2 separate regions of the Mus musculus genome follow, and region 1 is linked to region 2. A link is a contact called in public Hi-C data. All regions are on one chromosome and are shown on one strand. Each heading gives the region's core, a stretch centred on a gene start, on an enhancer-like site or on the middle of the called end of the contact. The rest is flanking DNA. Distances are from core to core; before and after follow the strand shown. Region 1 has its middle 78 kb from the start of Gm39256. Region 2 overlaps Wwox (WW domain-containing oxidoreductase).

What was found. A called contact is a pair of places that touch in the nucleus more often than the background predicts.
Region 1: a Hi-C map of Th2 cells shows a contact between it and region 2, with 2.8 times the contacts expected there. The contact joins two enhancer-like sites.

The regions. Positions count from the first base shown.
Region 1 is chr8:115,563,788-115,570,082 of GRCm38.p6, forward strand. No RefSeq gene overlaps it. Among named protein-coding and RNA genes, the nearest start is that of Gm39256, 78 kb to the right of the region's middle. Within about 2 kb of position 5,019, at least 14 of the 459 cell types and tissues checked have an H3K27ac peak or open chromatin away from gene starts, as enhancers often do. A contact at or near this core is called in Th2 cells, where this site is marked.
Region 2 is chr8:114,967,861-114,974,764 of GRCm38.p6, forward strand. All of the region lies in intron 8 of Wwox (WW domain-containing oxidoreductase), which reads left to right. Among named protein-coding and RNA genes, the nearest start is that of Gm39257, 10 kb to the left of the region's middle. Within about 2 kb of position 5,416, at least 36 of the 459 cell types and tissues checked have an H3K27ac peak or open chromatin away from gene starts, as enhancers often do. A contact at or near this core is called in Th2 cells, where this site is marked.

The sequences.
Region 1 (6,295 bases), core at 3,769-6,268, 600 kb after region 2:
GTTGACTTTTGACATTGTGAGTGGCAAAGCCATGAGATTATCTATCTGTCCACATAGTGAGGTGCAAGCAGGAATGGCCACCAGAGCCAAGGGACACTTACAGAGCAAAGATTCCTCCCCCTGACTGAGTGGATTCCTCTGGACAGCACTGCTATAGTGTTTGAGCCTCAGTGAGTCATCCTGGGCCTGGCTCTTAAATGAGAACAAATAAACAAACAAAAACAAAACCACCACCAACAAAAAAATTGTCCACGTGTGTATTCAGAACCCATCATGGTATAGTTTTCATGCCATTTGATCTGAACGCATCCTATCATGGAACTTGAAGATTTTCTGTCCATTATAAAACACAAAAAGAAACAGGAGAAGATAGATGAAGACGCTGCAAGGATTTTATGTTGATCAAGAATATAACACATCTCTTCCTAACCTGGATGTACTAAAGGAGGCCCTCACCAGTCCCTTCCATGGTCCTGGCACCTCACCACTTGGAGGGGGGTGTGGCTTTCTGCACACTTGAGGCTAGGGATAGACTTTGGGAAGTTAAATGACTTGTTAGGAGTCACTGAGGAAGCAAAGATCAGGGATTCACACTGCTGATAGTTGGGTAGGTGTGCCATTGAACCACTTTCAGCCATTTCTAAAACAACCCACCACTGGACCCTTGAATGAGTGGGTACCAAAACAGCTGTATCCTTGCTATTTAGCATGAATCTCTGGCACATCACTGAGGTCCTGGTTGAACACTCAACATCCTATAGCTGTTAACCCTCCCACTCCCCAGTTATCATATCTCCTTATTGTTTCAGTCAAAACATAATCTTGCAGAAAATATCATCAGCCTTAAAAGTGATTCTTTCTTTTTTTTTTTTCTTCACTTGATTCTGATTTCTACTTATTCTGGAAGGATCAAGGACTTCCCTTTTCATATGCATACACAGCAAGTGTTTAGTAAGAAGTTACTATGTAGGAAACAGAGAATCGAGCAGTGGCTTCAATGTAGATCAGGGCAGAGGAAGATGTAGTTTTGGAACGAACACATGGGGGGTGACAAATGGGAGACAGCTCAGTGGTAGTAGCTCGGTGGTGGCAGTTTGGTGTTGGTAGCTGGGTGGTACCGTGCTTCCCTCCTGTGTCAAGTACCTTTCTCATCACTGACAAAATACTCAACAGAAGCAATTTAAGAGCACAAGGTCTCACCTCCACAGATTCAGGGGGATGCCATCTACTATGGCAAGAAAACATGACTGCTGGGCCTCTGTAGTTCTTGTAGCATGGCTTGCCATATCTGAATAGATCAGGAATGGGGGTAGGGTGGGGCTCAGTCTGTTACACTTGATGGCTTCAGTCCAATGACCCACTGTCTCTTGTCAGGCTTCATTCTCTTAAATGTTTTACAAGATTCTAGTCCTGTAACACCAGCTAGGGACTCATATCCAACATACACACCTATGGGGGGACTCATATCCAACATACGTACCTATGGGGGGGGACTCAAAGCCAACATATGCACCTATGGGGGGATTCATATCCAACATATGCACCTATGGGGGCGACTCATATCAAAAATACGCACCTATGGGGGGGACTCATAGCCAACATACGCACCTATGGGGGGATTCATATCCAACATATGCACCTATGGGGGGGGGACTCAGATCCAACATATGCACCTATGGGGGGGGGGACTCAGATCCAACATATGCACCTATGGGGGGGATTCATATTCAAATCACAACATTCAGCATTCCTGAGGCCCGGGTTTCCACCCCATCACATACAAAAAGAACCCACCTGAGTGACTTATAAGAAGTTATCGCCTTTGTCCTGGACGTAGGGATTTATCGCTGGAGGTGGACGAATCAGAAGAACACAGGGAAAGCTTCCGTCCAGCACTAAAAAAGGCACTATCTCCCAGGACTGACTTAGATTGTTAGGGGGGGTGGGGGCTCTTCAGAAGGCCCCGGGTAGCTCTCGGCCATCTTCTCCTCCAAGGAAGTCATTGGCAGGAGCCACATCAGGTTATGAGCTTTCAAGTGACCTGTCCACACTTTCTTTTCAAGGGGGCAACCTTCTCTTTGCAGAATAGGTGGGGACTCTGGAGAGTATCTTTGATGATTACTTAAGCAGTTCTGAAAACACTTCTGCAAAGCACATGGTCCCCTTATTATTGAGCAACTCAATGCTATTTTCGTTGACATCAGCTCTCGCCTACCGTGAACATACATACCATCTCATCACATTAAACACAAGCCAACCCATGAAGTGTCGTTTAAAAGCAAATATGCCCACTTGCTACCTCCTGGGCTTGATTTTAACACAATACATAAAATCGTATTTGGGGGGTTATTTGCAATGTAACCTTATTAGATAAAAATTGTCTTTTATTGGCTTTGGCTTTTTTTTTTTTTAATACAGATGTTCACTTGTGTTGAACAAGCTACTATGGAATGTACCTACATAGCAGAAACGTCCATCTATCAATGTAGAATCTTGTAAAGAGTTGGAAGTGTTAGATAAATTGTTTCCATTAAGCTGAAAATACTCCTTCGGGTGTGAGCTTCTAATTCATGAGGTGCTGGAAACTGATTCAAATAATAAAGAGGTTGTTTTTCCCCTGGCCTGATAGCAATCTAACGAAGAACATGCCAAATCCCTAAAGAAGATAATATCTAATGATTCCTGCAATTGTCCTGAAATTCAAACAGTGTTATTGCTCAGACCTCTGGTTTTCATTTTATCTGTTTTACTGCCCCCCTCTCTCTGTTTGTGTGTGTGTGTGTGTGTGTGTGTGTGTGTGTGTGTGTGTGTGTGTGTGTGTGTGTGTATGTGTACGTGTGTGGTGTGCCTATGCATAGGAACACTCATCAACATACAATATACATATGTGTAGAGGTCAGAGGTCAACTTTAGGTGTCTCCTACTGTTCTCCACCTCCCCTTTTTAAGAAGAAGTCCCTCACTGAACCTGGAGCTTTCAGATTAGCTAGACTGGTGGACCAGCAACCCCCCCCCCCCCCAGGCTTCTCCAGTCTCTGCCATCTGCCTTAGCACCAGGAATACAAACACAAATCACCTTGCCAGCTTTTTTGGGGGTGGTGGGGATTTGAACTCGGGGCTTCATATTTGCACAGCACACACTTAACCCACAGAACCGGCTCTCTGTGCAGGCTCTGTCTGATGTCTATTTTACAAAGACGGCATCATATTTAGGCAGAGTCTGGGTAGAGGTCAGAACTGTAATCATGCAGAAATTAAGAGAAGCTGATACAAGTCAGGAAAACTTATAAATGAGGTCACACTGAAATGTTTCCTTTTTTTTTTCTCCTATTTTGTCACAGCACCGACAGGCCCACAGCGAATGAAGGCTGGGATTGAGGAAAAACTCTGTTTACTCCCTTGGCAGACAAGAGACACTGATGTCTCTCTTGCTTATGCTAATGTTCACACACTGCTATCTCAGGTTAATTTAGGTTAATCATGTCGCCCGACTCAAGGTAATTTCCCTTGTACGGTAGCACTTCGGGAGACTCCTGAAATGTGTCTCTTTTTTTTTTTTTTTTTTTTGAACTTTGAGCTGTATATTCTTATTCTTTTAAAGTAATTTGAATGGCAGAAAATGCCAATGTTGCCATTATAGCTTCTTTTTTTTTTTTCCATTTTTTATTAGGCATTTAACTCATTTACATTTCCAATGCTATACCAAAAGTCCCCCATATCCACCCACCCCCACTCCCCTGCCCACCCACTCCCCCTTTTTGGCCCTGGTATTCCCCTGTACTGGGGCATATAAAGTTTGCAAGTCCAATGGGCCTCTCTTTCCAGTGATGGCCGACTAGGCCATCTTTTGATATATATGCAGCTAGAGTCAAGAGCTCCGGGGTACTGGTTAGCTCATAATGTTGTTCCACCTATAGGGTTGCAGATCCCTTTAGCTCCTTGGCTACTTTCTCTAGCTCCTCCATTGGGAGCCCTATGATCCATCCATTAGCTGACTGTGAGCATCCACTTCTGTGTTTGCTGGGCCCCGGCATAGTCTCACAAGAGACAGCTACATCTGCGTCCTTTCAATAAAATCTTGCTAGTGTATGCAATGGTGTCAGCGTTTGGATGCTGATTATGGGGTGGATCCCTGGCTATGGCAGTCTCTACATGGTCCATCCTTTCATCTCAGCTCCAAACTCCGTCTCTGTAACTCCTTCCATGGGTGTTTTGTTCCCAAATCTAAGGAGGGGCATAGTGTCCACACTTCAGTCTTCATTCTCCTTGAGTTTCATGTGTTTAGCAAATTATATCTTATATCTTGGGTATCCTAGGTTTGGGGCTAATATCCACTTATCAGTGAATACATATTGTGTGAGTTTCTTTGTGAATGTGTTACCTCACTCAGGATGATGCCCTCCAGGAAAATGTGTCTCTTTATTATCATTTACTTAGGGAAAGCCATGTGCTCGGGACCTGGAACGAGACTGGGCATCCTGACCTGGAGACAAAGCTCTTTCACAAATATGCACATTATCTGTTTGCTTAGATTAAGAGGGTATCTGCATCAATGTCAGGCCCTGAGCTAGGCATTATGGGAAAAGAGAAGGTGATGTATGTGGCCCTTTTAATAAACACTTATAAGCACCTTCTGTATACCAGCACAGGTACTTCCTATCTACAGGAGGCCACACAGAGAATCTTTCATGCGACAAGAGAGGAGATGGTATTTTACACAAGTACCCAAGGCAGTTCTTCCCAAACCACTCCCCTTCTCTTTACTCATGTCCCTGTCAGCTAAATCTTCAAAAGAGGAAGTCATGACCTTACCTTCCTAGAAGCATCGCAGGCCGGGGGCCTAAACTCCTTCGTGTTATTTTGTGGTTTAAGCTTTAATTCTGAATCATAACTGCAGCTAGTTATTGAAAAAATGCAAATAGCTTCCATGTTGGGGATTAAAATGAAACGTTCTCCTCTGAGTCAGCAAAACGCTTGAAGCGTGTGCATGTAAAAAAACATCTTCTTCGGAGCAATAGTAAAATATGCTCATTGAAGACAAGACATCAGACAGCCCAGGAAGAAAGCTAGCAAGAAGTCAGCATAGCTCTTTTCCTGGAGACTTCGGGCCATCTTCCAGAGTTAGATCCTTGCTGTCCTAATTTACAGCCACACCCACTGATACTGAAATGCCCCAAAATCCTGTAACTGTGCCCTCAAGCCAGGAAAGAGTATACTAATATTTAGAGGCATCTTGTTGTATTTAGGTCCCTTGCTGGACTTCAAGGAAAGGCCGAGCCCTGTCCTTGACCTATCTGTGCAAGTCAAGTTTAACTAGGACAAAGTGACCCCATCTTATTAAGCATGATCTGCGAAAACTTGAATACTTTTTGTGACCCATGGCAGAATACACTTATCTTTTGGTTCCTCATGCTCAGAGGCAACCGACTATGGGTCAGTAATATTAGGGGGGATGTATCTGAGCTAAACATGTATATATTTGTTTCTCTTATCACAAGTTCCTTAATAATATCATGCGATAGTGATTTTTTAAGGCATTTAGCTAGATGTGGTGGTCGCTCCTGGGAGCACAGTACTGAACTGGTGGAGCAAGGAGGATCAGAAGGTCAAGGCCATTTTTAGTTTGAGGCCGGCCTAGACTACATCAGGCTTGTCTCAAAACAGTCAAAATAAATAATAAAAAATTATATTGTGTTGGGTATTATAAATCACGTAGAGATGATTAAAATATCTAATGGCATGCATGTGGGTTATCTGTAAACAGTACCTTGCTTTATATAAGGGACGGGAACAACTGTGGATTTGGTTATCTGGAAGGAGTCTTGAGGTTAAACCCTTTCGTGTAACCCAAGTCCTAATAAAGAACACATGGCCTCAGAGTCTTAGAATATTTACTAGCTGTCCACATCAGAAAGTGTCAGATGGGTGTTAACCAGCCATCAGGTCCAAGCCTGAGCTGCTCTGAGTCTCTCTTCATGCCTCGCCGTGTCATCCAGACCTTCAATGTGGATGGAAACACGACATTGGAGTTTTGACTCCATGACATTGGAGTTTTGACTATACATGTGATACAGGGAAGCCCATACTGACACAAATCAAGTGAACTATTACCAGAAGTTCAGATGATTTATAACCGTAAGCTCTGCCACTGATGGGCAAATACAATGCTTTAACAGCAATTCCAAAACAGCTTCACGAGATGGCACTCAAGAGGACTTTTCTGCAATAGCATCTCCCCCATGACCATCTTGGTATCCATAAACACAAGCGTGCATTTGTATATGCATATATCTAAC
Region 2 (6,904 bases), core at 4,166-6,665:
CTATGTAGAAAATTCTGGAACTAAGCAGTTTATAAGTTCTGAAAGCACACTTCCTTCTGTAAAATGATAAAAATCTCACGCTGTCCTGCTTAGACACCTTGAATGACCATGGTGTGATGGTGATTACACAGGGCCGTGCTCTCTGCAGTTCCGGGCACCCATTGCGTTTCTTGGAATGTTCCTCTGTAGATGAGGGAGGGTGTCTATTGCATAGCTAGTATCCTTCCATTTTCTCCAGCACAAACTGTGTATGTATTAAATATGAGTAACATCCTTCTTGGTCCCCATGATAACCCATGCTCCACTTTGTTCTTCAGTGAAGCTTCCCCTTCTAGGACTCTCATACAATTGGAGTCTGACAGTACGCTCTAGGCTGGCTTGCTTCACTCAGCACATGCCTTCCAGATCTGTCCCTGTTGTAACACATGGCAAGATTCCCTTTCTAACATTGCTTTGTCTTTTGGTAGTTTCATACATGAGTACAGTATGTTTAGATCATATCTCCCTTCTACCCCCCACTTGTGAGTCTCTTCCCTCCCCCTGTTAGAATGTTGGCTAGCTTGATCCTGTGCAAGTCTTATGTTGGCAGCCATAGCTGCTGAGAGTTTGTGGATGCGACGACCCTGTCATTTCTAGGAGACAGTATTTAGCAGCAGTCCTCCATGACTTCTGATTGTTACAGTCTTTCCTCCCCATTATCCCTGATATACCCATAGCCTTGTGGGAGACAGGCTCAAGTTCCTTCATATTTTTTTAACGGTAATATTCCATTATACAAAAGCCAGTTTAGTTTATTGAAGATGCTTGGACACTTTGGGCTAGGGTGGGCAGAGCTCTTAGGAACTCCTTTATACAACTATCTGTTTAAATATCGCCCTCAGTCCCTTTGAAAATTTATCTAGGAGCGAAATGGCTGGGCCTTAGAATGGCTCCACATTCAACCTTTTAACACTTGTCAAGACTGTGCTCTTACATTCACGCTGGCAGCCTGTGAGAGTCAACTTTATCGTAACCATTAGCCAATAGCAGTTGTCTTCCCTTTTCCTTTCTTTCTTTCTTTCTTTCTTTTTTTATTTGCCCTTAGGTTTTAGTTTTATTTAAAAAGATTTGTTCTTAATTATGGGTATGTGTCTGTGTGTGTGGTTATGTGCACATATGAGTGCAGGTGCTGTCAGAATCCAGTAGAGGGCGCCAGAGGGCGCCGGACTCCCCCTAAAGCAAGTAGCAGCTATGAGTGCTGGGAACCAAATTTGGGTCTTCTGTAGGAGCAGTCTGAACTCTTCACTGCTGAGCCATCTCTCCAGCCCCTGCCTTCTTAGTTTAAAACAGTGACATCTTACTGTGACTTTGTTTTCTATTTCCCTAACCATTAATGGTGTCAAGCATCTTTTCATGTGATTTTTGTTGTTGTTCCCTCATGTCTTCATCTTCTTTGAAGAAAGCACCATCCAGGTCTAACACTCCGATGCCTTGTCTCTTCCCCACTTTCCCTTGGCTTGTGGCTACGTTCCAGCAACTCGAGTTTCAAGGGCACTAATTTCCTCCGCTGCTCTTTAGAATTTGAGGTAAAAAGAAAACAGTAATTGAAACAGACAGTCGTTATTTACATCTGGGAGGCTGGTATTACACACCCTGATGCTCTTTCATTAGCTGTATTATATTCTTATTATGTGTTTTACTAGGTAATTGTAATCTGTGGCTTTGGGATTTTCTAGCTTTCTTTTTGGTTTATTTTTATAAACAGACAACAGCATGAGTCTAAAAGAACAGGGCCTCAGTAGGAAAAAAAAAAAAAAAAAAAAAAAAAGGAAGGCGAAGGAGAATGAAACCCCAAGCCAGCCAAAGGAGATCTGAGGGCCAAAAATAACTAAATAAGCCCTTCAGAGCTTACTAATCTCCACACAGGTTTTCCCTATAGTTTCCAGAGGTGACAAAATGGGCTCAGTCGCTTAGAATGTAGTTTGTTGCTCTAATTGTGAAGAATTTTAATTAGCCAGTATGTTTTATGGTGCAATGAAACGCTCAGTTCGGAGCCTACGAGTCCATCTCTCTGTGGAGCGAGAAAATGAATATTCTCACCAGAGATTAGGTGGCAACATAGACAGGACTGTCTAGTCAAAGAGAGAGGAGGCCAGGACTCACTACCCCTGCATGCTAACAAAAGATGGCTGCTATACCAAAGAGCAGGCAGGGCAGGTTTCCACTCACTCATGTTGACCATCAGAATTGAAACAAGCCCCGCAAAGGTCTGGCGTTGGCATGACGATGCTCTCCTCTTCCAGCCTCTGCTCGATTCGGCTTGATTATGCTCCTCTAAGAGGGTCACAAGACTAGGCGTGGTCCTCGGGCTCTGGCATTTGATGGCGAGGTGTTTTGATATTCTAATCAGTTGGTAGTAGGATGGAAAGTTTAAATGGAAATCATCTGAACCATACCAGGTGTTCTTTCAGACCATCTACTGACAACTGAGAGTTTAGGGGAAGGCCACCCATCCATCCATCCATCCATCCATCCATCCATCCATCTACCTACCCATACCCACCTACCCATCCACCCATCCATCCACCCAACTACCCATCCACCCGTCCATCTACCCACCTACCCATCCATCCATCCATCCATCCATCCATTCATCCATCCAGAAAGCCAGCAACTCATCCATTGGTTCACCTGTCCATCTATCCATCCATCTACCCAGTCATCCATCCTACAGTCTGCCCACCAATCTATCCATCAATTCCTTCAGTTGCTCATTCATCTGTTCATTCACCCAAATGCTCTGTCCTTCCATCCATCCATCCATCCATCCATCCTTTCATCCATCCATCCATCCATCCATCCATCCATCCACCCATCCATCCATCTATCCATCCATCCATCCATCCATCCATCCATCCATCCTTCCATCCATCTATCCATCCATCTATCCATCCATCCATCCATCCATCCATCCATCCATCCTTCCATCCATCTATCCATCCATCTATCCATCCATCCATCCATGCTCTGCTCTTTTTCTGTTTCCCTTCCCCTACCCCTGCTTCTCTTTCTTACTTTGCTACTTCCTTCCAACCTCCAAACAACTGTTCAGTGCTCATAACAGTGAGTGTGCATCCTAGCCTTTGGTGGCATAGTAAGTAAACGAAACAAGGTTTTGCATTCTGTGAGACTGTTATATGAAATGGGTAATTAACAGATACAATCCTCCTCAACTGAAGTCCTCTTCTATGTTTATGTATTCGTTCCCAATAGATCATTTACCATGTCAGCCAGGAACCAGATGGGGGCCTGGAACGTCACACTTCTTTTGACAGAAAAAAAGTTCCAAGTTAAACATTACTACCTACAGTAGGGTGTGAATTATCAAGGGGCAGAGAACTCTTTCCAAGTCCAGGAGTCTGCCACTGGGAGTGCTGAGACAGTGTGCCCAAGCTAGAAGGACATCCTGCAAGGGTCTCTAGGGGTAAGGCTGGAGAAAAGCCACTGGGTGGCTGGTGACTCCATGAAGGTCAGACTCTCTGGGAAGCCGCTCTCTAGTCCCAGGTCAGGATAACACTGGAGATGCCCATCCATGAAAGTCACTTGGAGTCTCCCAGGAGGAGGAGTACGCTAGGACGTTTCCTGTTTAGGGGACAGGATTGAGTTGCCCACAGGGAGATGCCTCCAGAGAACCTCACACCAGAGCCTGAGGCCTCCAGTGTCCCTCTAGTGCCCTCTACTGGCTAAGTTTGTCGTGGTGCCAGCCGGCACAGGGGAACCAGTTCTTGGTCCTAAGCAGGGCCAAGGCAGCTGGGTACGACAAAGACAGGTCATCTGTTGACAGCTGGGACAGATGTTCAATAAATACCGTGGGGGAAATAAGCTGAGTGAAGAAAATGAGAAGGCTCAGGTGTGTCATTTTTGACCGGGAGTATTCAAGACAGGGCTCTCAGGAAAGGCAGCATTTGAATGCAGGCCTGAAGGGAGTAATGTCACTGGCAGAGCATTCACCCAGAAGAAGCAGCCATCGAGTGCAAAGGCCCTCCGGCCAGAGCCTACACGGCACGCTTGAAGAGGAGGCAGCCGCAACCTAGTGGATGTGAGTGGGGGCTTAGAGGACGCCTGAGAGTTAGCATGCTGATGTGGGAAGCCTTCCTTCTAGAGAAGCTTCTAAAATTTGCTCCTTTTCCCCCAAAGAATGGGTCCCCCAAAGAGTGGATTGGCGAGAGGGGCAGTAACACGGACAGAAACAGAGACACCACACTAGAAAGCTAGGCAGCGATCCAACTTAATAAAAGACCTCAGAGCCAGCAAGGCCAAAGCGGTTCCTGTTCTGCTCCGGGTGACAAACCGTCTTAGAAATAACGATGGTAGGCACGCATGTAAAGACACTCAGAAGGACCCTTCTAATGATGCCAACGGCAAATGATTTGTTGAATGTATGTTCCCACCCCGCAAGGCCCTCAAGAAACAGCGAAACAGAGACAGGACTCAATTTCCCCCATGAGACTAACAGTGTGCATGTGTGTTCTCCCTAGATCTGCTCTCCTCTCCATCACCTGGCCAGTGTGGTCCTCATCTCTAGGCTCCCGCCTTGTGGATAACATCTCTGTAAAAACCTAGTAACTATAACTGTGGCCATAGCTAGCATCTCTCACAGTATCCATGCAGTCGGGCTAAATCACTGTGGCCATAGCTAGCATCTCTCACAGTATCCATGCAGACAGGCTGAACAGCAGCATACCCTCCCTGTCCCCTGACCCTCCATTCTCTGCCTCTGCCATGCTGGAATCACAGGAGCATGCTGCTGCACCCAGGTCTTTTTGTGGGTTCTGCAAGTCCACCTTGAGGTTCCCATACTTGCAAAGCAGACACTGGAGATGTATTGACCAAGACATCTCCCCACTGCCCCACTTTAATACATATTTCTTACACTAAGACAAACCTAAATTTGTGTTTTCTGACACCACAGCCTATGGTTTTGTTTGTTTGTTTGTTTATCTTTTTCTCTACCATTGCTCTGACTCTCCCCCGTCTGACATTATCTAGGACTTGCCACAATTTCAGGAATGCTCGGCTGTTTTGTTGTTGTTGTTGTTGTTGTTTGTTTTGTTTTGTAGCATGGAATGGGGACTGTCCTCAGTCACTGGCTGGGTCATGGACAGCAAACATTTGGCCCTCAGAGTGACATTCCTACCAAGTTTCCAACAATGGTGTCGGCCTGGTACGCCTGTCCTTCCTTGGTGTGAGCAGAAGTTTTATGACTGTGTGTTTATGGGAAAGTGCTGTTACTATTCTTAGACTGGCTGCTCTCACTTATTCATAGCCCCACTCTGCTGGTGGGCGGGAACGAGAAGTTATAATAGCAGCGCAGGTGCCTCTCATTGTCTTCCGTTCCTCACTGGATCGTGTTTATTAAGAAGGAAATCACAGTGGTGTGTCTGGAACTGCGTCTGAACAAATAACCCACAGGGAGGAGTCCCCGGAAGGTGGGCAGGAGGCAGCACACCAAGAGAGGCAAAAACAAGCCCGTGCTAATTGGGATCAGGCAGTGCTTTGCATGAGAATCAAGAACAAGAGCTCGGCTGCCACGTAATTACTGGCCTCAACCTTTGTTGGCATACTTCTTCACATAATTCTACAGGAGAGCGGCAATTTGAATTTAACACACTTTTTTTTTTCCTTCTGGGTTTTTAAAGGAATTTGAAAACAGAATTGCACGAGTACAGGGATGAAGAGAGGTCTTTGCTAAATGTTCAGGTTGCTTATAAATATATCGCTACACACACACACACACACACACACACATACACCGAGAGAGAGGGGACGAGGGAGAGGGAGAGAGAAAGAGTGCACACACTACCACCACCACTCTTTGGACAACTATCTCACTTGGTGATGTTTGGTTCCTTGGACAAAGCTCTTCTGACTCATTCAGATGAAAGGCAGGAGACTTAATTCAGTAGAGATTGGGAACTGCCAGCTCTTGGAGTCCACATCATCATAATCTTGTGGCAGTTTTCTAGCCAGATCCTTGAGAGACTTATGGATGTGTGTCTCTACATGTGGGTGTGGTGTTTACACAAAAGGCAACCCTTGGCCCATGTCATCGCTTTGGTCATGAGGCACCCTGAAGGGATATCGCAAATCCCTTTACAGAACCATGCAGCAAGTGTACCTCTTCATTCATCAGTCACTGCCATATCAAAGATAAACCAGACGTCACCCATGGCTCTGATACTCATGGTCCCGCACCACAGACAGAGCCATGTACAGAGGACTGGAACACCAGGGTCACTTGCTATGGTTTCCCAGGGCAATAGAGAGGAAGAAAACAGTCCATTCAAATAGGGGAGGGGGCACAAGGTAGTGCCCAAGTAGGCACCACCTCAGAGGACGCTGAGGGGGTAAATAAATTAATCTTCCAACAATAGAAGGATTGGAAAGACCACAGACAAACTTGGGACACATCAGGACAGAAACACATTTGGGGGGGAGCTTAAGGCCAGCCATGGCTAACATGTTGAGTTGGTCCAGGGGCTACTGAGAAGACAGGCAAGCTAGACAGAAAGGAGTAGACATCAAAGCCCACATCACGGGTACAGGAGGAGAAGGGGAGACATGCTCAGAGCTCCCACCATCAAACGTGGCCCTATTTTTAGAAGGGTCTGACTCCTGAAATACCTTAGTTCCTCCTACCTCCCTGGCTCCTCGTCTCTCTGTTCACTGAACTGAAAAATTATCAGGGCTATATTCAGCCCTCGCCAATAATAACATGTAACAAAAATATCTCATAGATTGCAACTTAGGAGTGTTTTGACTGCTCCCAGCCAAGTCTTTGAGAGTCACAGTGTGTACCCCACCCCCACCCTGTCTGCCTTTTTGATGAGTAAAATTGAGCCTTTTTTTTTTTTTTTTTTTTTTT